2 separate regions of the Mus musculus genome follow, and region 1 is linked to region 2. The links are chromatin contacts, called in public promoter capture Hi-C maps. All regions are on one chromosome and are shown on one strand. The core of a region is the stretch at or near the end of the contact, and the rest is flanking DNA. Distances in the headings are between cores, read along the strand shown. Region 1 holds the start of Tango6 (transport and golgi organization 6). Region 2 has its middle 16 kb from the start of Zfp90.

The links. Promoter capture Hi-C pulls out the DNA fragments that hold promoters and counts their contacts.
Region 1: a promoter capture Hi-C map of embryonic stem cells shows a contact between it and region 2, with 2.9 times the contacts expected there. The contact joins the promoter of Tango6 here to the enhancer-like site in region 2. A contact is called at or near these places in 17 of 39 promoter capture datasets (the 3T3-L1 cell line, 3T3-L1-derived adipocytes, the HPC-7 cell line and 9 more), 5 of 484 Hi-C or Micro-C datasets (cortical neurons, embryonic limb bud, embryonic stem cells and 2 more) and 10 of 115 datasets of contacts at active chromatin or transcription factors (craniofacial prominence, embryonic basal ganglia, embryonic stem cells and 3 more).

The regions. Positions count from the first base shown.
Region 1 is chr8:106,681,281-106,684,945 of GRCm38.p6, reverse strand. It overlaps Tango6 (transport and golgi organization 6), which reads right to left and starts at 1,878. Exons shown (of 18, transcript NM_173037.1): 1 at 1,691-1,878. The coding sequence starts at 1,793.
Region 2 is chr8:106,429,385-106,433,448 of GRCm38.p6, reverse strand. No RefSeq gene overlaps it. Among named protein-coding and RNA genes, the nearest start is that of Zfp90, 16 kb to the right of the region's middle. Within about 2 kb of position 2,113, at least 13 of the 459 cell types and tissues checked have an H3K27ac peak or open chromatin away from gene starts, as enhancers often do. A contact at or near this core is called in embryonic stem cells and pancreatic cancer cells, where this site is marked.

The DNA of each region.
Region 1 (3,665 bases), core at 629-3,128, 250 kb before region 2:
ACAAATCAAAACTAAACCAACCCAATAGCTACGACTGCCAAATGCTGAACAAGGGATCTCTCCATTAGTAAGTTAAAAGACAGAAGGTACAAGCTCAGTTCCCAGTACCCATGTCAGATGCCTCAACTGCCCATAACTCCAGCTCCAGGGAGATCTGACACTTCTGGTTTCTCTGGATAACTTCACTCACACATACATACCCACACATACATATTATTAAAAAAATAAAATAATCTTTTTTTCTTTTTCCTTTTAATGTGGAAGCCGGAAGGATGGTTCATTGGGCAAGACCACTTTCTGCACTGGGGTTTGGGTCTTAGCACCCATGTGATACAACTGCCTGTAACTCCAGTTCCAGATAAACTGACACCCTCTTTTGGCCTCTGTGGGCTACTGCATGCACACAGCATACATACACTCACAGAAATAGGCATTCAAACATAAATAAATAAAATACGTATCCTGCCGTTGACTCTTAATTGGGGCAAGAGAGTATATTTTGCAAGCTTTTAGTGAAGGAACTGAGGTTTGTCACGAACTTGATTTACTTTGGGCAATTTCCAATGTACATGTATGTTCCTCTGCAAAAATTAATGCCTATTAATACTTAGGAGACTGCTGTGAGGACTAAATGATCTACAAGTAAATGGACTATAGGGACTGGCGCTTAGTAGGCAATCATCTACTACTAATTGCTTTTCACGTCCCACTAAGTACTCTGTAATGTTTGCAGCTGTAGTTTGGGGGTCGACATTTAAGACCGAGAGTGTTCACCTTGTAATCACACACGTTGCCTTTACCTTGATAATTCTACACGCACCCAGACATGCTGTGCTTATAATTAGGATCCTATTTTCTTACACCCTTCTACGTTTCCAGATGCCATCAGAAGTTCTATTCTGAATAATCTGCCTTAGTCTGACAAGGAGATCAGGCAGAACTGAGTTCTAGGTCCATGGACATCCCTCTAATATAACCACCTGATTTGAGGTGTGAGTTCCAGGACAAACCTTAACTATACAGTGATACCCTGTCTAAAGAAAGAAAGGGGCAGGAGGTGTGAATGGTCATGCTTGCCTTTAATCCCAGCACTGGGGAGGCAGAGGCAGTTCAAACCACCACAAATTGGGACTCAACAGTGAGAATGCAAGGTCTCACTATTCCCAAGGTCTCTTCAAATACTAAACTGGGAAGTTAACTCAACAAGTGATTAAAGGTGACTGTGCACCTCTGATACCAAAACAGAAACCCTTAAAAATCTTCCTCAAATTCAGCCAAAAAACGTCCCTGCTGGGCATCTCTGGTCACTTGGCATTTTGTACAAATCTCAAGCGTGCACACCAGGCTCGGAGCCCTCAAGCGGTTGGGACATCACATTACACCTGTGTGAAGGCGTCTCCAGTCCCTGTGTCAGGGCTGTGCTGGAGCAAACAGTGGACCGAAGCCGCTGCTCAGCGAGGCGCCCAACGGACCTCGGCCGGCATCAGCGGTCAGCGGACTGCAGGCCCTTTCCTGGAGCTTCAGTTTAAGTTTTAAGTGAGACTGCACAGAGCCCAAGCGCTCCCGGGAGTGGGGATGGAGATGCCGGGAGGGCCTGCGGGAAACATGCGGTAGCAGCCAGGGCGAGCCTGGGTGACCCGCGACCCCGCGAGCCTCAGGTCCAGCCCCGCGCCGAGACTCGTCCTCTCACCTCCCGGGCTCAGCAGCAACTTCAGCGCTTCCAGAACCTGCTCCAGACCACATGTCACCAGAACGCCACTCGGCGCAGCCGCCGCCGGTCCGGAGGCCGCCATGATTGGAGTGGAGCGACCTGCGACGTGCTCAAACACCCAAGTGGGCCAGCGCGGCCGCCATTTTGAATGTGGCGGAGGCGTGTCCTCTGCTGGAGGGCGGGGCCCAAGACCTGGGGCGGGGCCTACTCTGTCTGGAACGCCCCTTCTCCGGGAAAAAAAAAAAAAACAAGATACAGTTTCTTGTGTTCTCCCAGAGCGCCCCAGTTCAATTCCCAGCATCCCTATCAGACACCAGCCTGCAAACTCAGGTCCAGCAACTCATGCGCATACACACGCATGCACAAGCATAACTTACAAAATATTTTTTAAAAGAAAATATAGGGGGCTGGTGAGATGGCTCAGTGGGTAAGAGCACCCGACTACTCTTCAAAAGGTCCAGAGTTCAAATCCCAGCAACCACATGGTGGCTCACAACCATCCGTAACGAGATCTGACGCCCTCTTCTGGTGTGTCTGAAAACAGCTACAGTGTACTTACATATAATAAATAAATAAAATCTTTAAAAAAAAAAAAAAAAGAAAGAAAATATAATTGAAAAGGTAAAATAAAAGACCAATGTGGTGACATGTATCTTTAAGTCTAGTACTTAGAACCAAAGGTCAGCCTGGTCTACATACATAGTAAGCTCAAGGCCAACCAGGAACTCTGAGAGACCCTGACTCAAAAACAAAAAGAAAAAAAACACAAGTAGTCTTGCATGGTGGCCCATGCTTCTAAATCTCAGCTATAGAGAATCACGTGTTCAAAACCAGTGAAGGCAGCTTAGTGAGACCGTCTAAAAGCTATGAAGGATTGGAAATGTTATCCAGTAATAACACTCTAGCACACAACCATGAGTTTGGTCCTCAGTACTTCAACCCAGGGGGTGGGGGAGGGAACAGAAATAGTTTCTCGTAAAAATAATACACATTTTAGTATGTAAATTTTCAAGTACTGAAAGAAACACAATAAATAAAGTTCACAGATGTACATAGACCCTGAAAGAGAAGCTCACACCAATGACACCAGCGTTCAGGGAAGCTGACGTGGCAAGACAAGTTCATAACTTTCTCCCCAAAAGTAACAGTAACAAAAAATATTCAACTTTGTATTACTGATTCCTTTTTCTGACATTTAAAAGTAAATACACACTGGGATAGAGAGATGGATCCGTGGTGTTGTTCTTGTAGAGGACCCAGGTTTAATTCCCATCGCCTACAAGGTGGCTCACAGCCATGTATAACTCCAATTCTAGGGGATCCAATGCCCTCTTCTGGCTTCCAAGATGACCAGCCACTCATGTGGGGCACAGACACACGTACAGGCAAAATACTCATAACTGTAAAATAAATAATTCTTTAATCTAAAGATAAATACGCACACACACATATCCTGTATCTGTGAATGTGTTAGCTACAGACAGCCCCATTGGAATATCTTGGTTTTGTTGGGTGATGGTGAAAGACCCTCGAGGGGAGACCCTCACTCAGACCACTCAAGTCCCGGGACAGCCGCGTACCCAAGAAGACACTGAGACCATACATAAAATGTAGAAGGCAAGATTTAATAAAGCAGCGACATGAAAGCACACAGACCAGAGCTCTGGGGTCGAAATAAAGCAGCAACATGAAAGCACAGAGCTCTGGGGTCGAAACTCATACACCTAGTGGCACCTAGTGGTGTAGAGGAGAATCGACGGTCAGCCAAAATTTTTCACAGGCTTATATAGTAAAACTCAAAGGGGGAGAACTGGGCAGGGAAAGTACAAGTTTACATCACTAGGGAGTTCTGCCAAAGGAATCTACGTAACTAAGGAGTCATGTCCTATCAAGGAACCTACGTAACTAAGGAGTACCTGGTTCATTTTGAGGTTGTTCCAGGAGGCCTTTATCT
Region 2 (4,064 bases), core at 864-3,363:
ACCAAGTGTTAAGGGCTTGTGGCCGAAGTGTACCTCGCTCTTTTTTTTTTTTTTTTTTTGCTTATGGGGCTGAAGGAGATTTGCCGGGTGCTTGTCTCTTCCTCTCTGGCGTGGGATGGAAGCTGCTGAGGGCGGCTGAGCTTATGACGGTGGGAGAAATTCCAGCGTCAGTTATAGGAGGGAAGGGATATAAGAAGGAAAAAACAAAAGAAAACAAAATCCCGGAGGATGTTAGACAAGCACAGCTCTTGCAATTTGCCTCTGCGGGAGGCTCCCGAATCCTCAGCAGTGCGCCAGCGCCCCCTGGTGGTCACAAGGAAGGCACACGTCACTGCAGCCAGAAGTGGATGCTGCGCTCAGAGAAAGTTCAGCCAGTCAGCACCTCCAAAATTGTACCATGTTCTCTTGAGGTTCACACGAGTAATTACTCCTTTATTTAAGTTTTGTTTGGCTGGTTTTTTTTTTTTTGAGCCAAGCCGTCATGTAGCCCAGGCTGGCCTCAAGCTCATGATGTAGTTAGGATGACTAACCCTCCTATTTCAACCTCTGCAGCCCAGGTGTGCCCCTCTGCGCTTGTCCTAACCCTGGGGACTTAAAAAAGCACTTTGACCCCCTGCAGAGTACTTTGCGAGTATTCTCATTTAATCCTCTTAATTAGCCCTACTAGGTGGAGCTGTGGCAATTCCATCTTACAGGATGAAGGTGGGAGACAATAGCACAGCTAGGCAGTGTCTTAACTCTAGGTCCACCTGCTTCTAAATGACAAATCAATGGCAAGAAGCATCTACAGGTGCTAAACAGAGCCACATATCATGCACCTGTGAGCCCCACGTGGCCCACTAATAGTCCCAGTCAAAAGCAGAGGAAATTGACTGAGTATGTGGGAATTTGCCTCAGACCATTCGGAGAGCCAGGAGTATTCGGTGAGTGAGAACTGAGAATGTTGGGGTCTGGAGAAATGGCTCAGCAGCTAAGAGTATTGGCTGCTCTTTCAGTGGATGGAGACTCCATTCCCAGCACCCACATGGTGGCTCACAACTATCTGCAACCCTTGAAGAGGGTGATCTGACGCCTGCTTTTAGCCTGTGCAGGCACTGGGGAGCGGGGCACACCGTGTTGCACAGGTGCTGGGGACAATAGGTGCAGACCAAGCACTCATACACATAAACTTTTTTAAAAAGTAAAGATGGGCTGGCGAGATGGTTCAGCAGGTAAGAGCACTGATTGCTCTTTCCAAGATCCTGAGTTCAAATCCCAGCAACCACATGGTGGCTCACAACCACCGGTAACGTGATCTGACGCCCTCTTCTGGTGCGTCCGAAAACAGCTACAGTGTACTTACATAAAATAAATAAATCTTTGGGTTGGACCGAGCAGGGACTGAGCGAGCAGAGGTCCTAAATTCAATTCCCAACAACCAGATGAAGGCTCACAACCATCTGTACAGCTACAGTGTGTACTCATATACATAAAATAAATAAATAAATCTTTAAAAAAATAAAGTCAATGAAAGAGAACCAGGAAAGTTCTAAGCAGCCATTTCTGTTCATAAATGCCAAGCGCACCCCTAGGAGGTGCTGGACTGGGTACGCAGCTCAGACTGAGGCCTGGAGCAGAAAGGGGAAGAAAGAAACGATGCCATTAATAGGCAAAAACCACGACGAGAGAACCTCATCTGTTCACAGATGAGTCCCTGAAAATAAGATCCTTAAGGAGCACGGAATGGCTCAAAATCAGCCCCAAACAGAAGTAAATGAGAACAGTTGCCCCTCCAGGGAAAGGAAGGAGACCCCTTAAGCGAGCACCTTTTTCATTTAGACTCAGCAGCGGTAGCGCACTGGTAAGTTCCCGTTTAAGGCTTGGCTGAATCCACTACTTTCAAGGAAATCAAGGGTGCTGCTGTTCGCCTGAAATATTCAGAAAAGCTTAGCTTTGGGGAAGGGTATTGAAGTCCCTACGTGTGAAAAGGAGTCTGGCATTTCAATCTGACTTTGAGGGGATGTCCAGCAACCGGGCACCTGCCGCCAGCTCTTCTTGCTCCTGGCTGTGCAGCACATTCCTAGGTGTGGTCCAGGGTGCTCGGTGTCAGGCACCACACTGGACAGGCCGTTCCTGCTCCCTCCCTCTGACTCAGGTCTTTAGGAAGTCCCAGGCTTGAACCCTGCAGATCACTCTCAGACACTCACTCTGCCCTTACGTGGGAGAAAACAGTGGGGAGAAGCTGCTACCCAGAAGATCCTGTGAAGCCGCGGTTTTGAAAAATGACTGCTGTGCTGCGCCTGAGACTACTCAGCACTGATGGAGCGCCCTCACTACCCCCGCCCCAGCACGTACCGCCCCACCCAGCATTCAGAGTTAAGTCACCTTTTGATTACTAACGCCTGCGATCATCAACGTCAAGGGAGAAAAGCTGCTTTCTGCTCAGTTTCAGAGGTTTCAGCCCGTGGCTTCTTGGTCTGTTGCTTTGAGCCCGGTGCATCAGGACAGGTGCCTGTCACAGAGGAGGACTGATGGTGGTTAGGAAGAGTCAAGAAGGGCCTGGGTCCTTCCAAGGGTATACTCCTAGAGTTCTATTTCCTCCCCGAAGTTCTGCCGCCTAAAAGTTCCAGCCACATTAAAGCAATCGTCAAACACGATACAAAAGAAATAAGTCTAGTCAAGTGAACATAAGGTTTCATCTTCTCAGTAACTCTCCTTATTGTCGGAACCAAATCCTCCTGGAAGCAGTGTTTGGATGAAGAAAGGATATAGCTGGAAAAACTGGATAAGAGTCTGAATAGACCAGAGGTGATATAGATTATAACAATATCCCGTGATAGCAGGTTTTTTTGTTGATTTTTGTTGTGTGTGGGCTTTTTTGTTTTTATTAATTTGGTTGAGACAAGGTTTTTCTGTATAGCCCTGGCTGTCCAGGAACTAGCTTTGTAGGCCAGGCTGGCCTCGAACTCACAGAGATCTGATTGCGTCTGTCTTTCAAGTGCTGGGATTAAAGGTGTGAGTCACCATGCCTAGCCTGACAGTAGTTGTTTTTAAATTAATAATTACTATTATTTATTTTGTTTAATCTTGTATTTTGAGGCAGGGTCTCAACTCTAGCCTAGGCTAACCTGGAAGTCATTTGTAGTCTCGGATGGCCTCTAGCTCATAGATATTCTCCCCCTCAGCCTCTGAAGTAGGAGGATTACAGGCCTATACCGAGTAATGTTTTGAGATAGGGTCTCATGTAGCCTAGGCAGGTTTGAACTTGCTGTGTAGCCAAGGTTGACCTTGGACTCCTCATCTTCCAGTTTCTACCTCCCACGTGCTGGGATTACAGGTGTTCCCAACTTTAAACACAAAAGAGTTTGGTGTCTTTTTTTTTTTAAGTGTATAGGTGCTTTGCCTGCATGTGTTATCTATGCACCACTTACATACTTGGTGTCCACAAGACAACAAGAGGGTGTCAGATGCCATCCCTTGGAACTGGAGTTATAGATAGCTGTGAGCCACCACCATAGGGGTGCTAGGAATAAAATCTGGGTCCTCTGGAAGAGCAGCCCATACTCTCAATTGCTAAGCTATCTCTCCAGCCCAACAAAGAGGATTTTTGATGACCTGGATTTGTGATTCTTGGACCAGCAATATTAGCACCACCTGGGAACTTTTAAAAAGATTGTGTGTGCACACATGCTCGAGAGTGCCCATGGAGGCCAGAAGAAAATGTCAGAGATTCTTGTGGTTGTACACTACCCTAGACGAGGGTGGGGAACCAAACTTAGATCTTCAGGAAGAGCAGTGAGTGTTCTTAACCACTGAGCCATCTCTCCAGCCCCTCTGGGAACATTTTAAAACTGCAAAAGCTCACCAGACATGGTGGCTCCTGCCCACAGCCTAAGTAAGAAGTTATGTGGTAGAACAGGAGGATGCGTGGGTCAAGACCACCTTAACCTAATAATGATTTGGGGACTAGCCTAAATTACATAGGACCCAAAAGTCTACAAAGAAAAGGAGGTGGGGAAGATGTCTCTGCTGGTAAAGTACCCTCCATGCAAGCATGAGGCTCAGTTTGGAAGCCTAAAATGGCC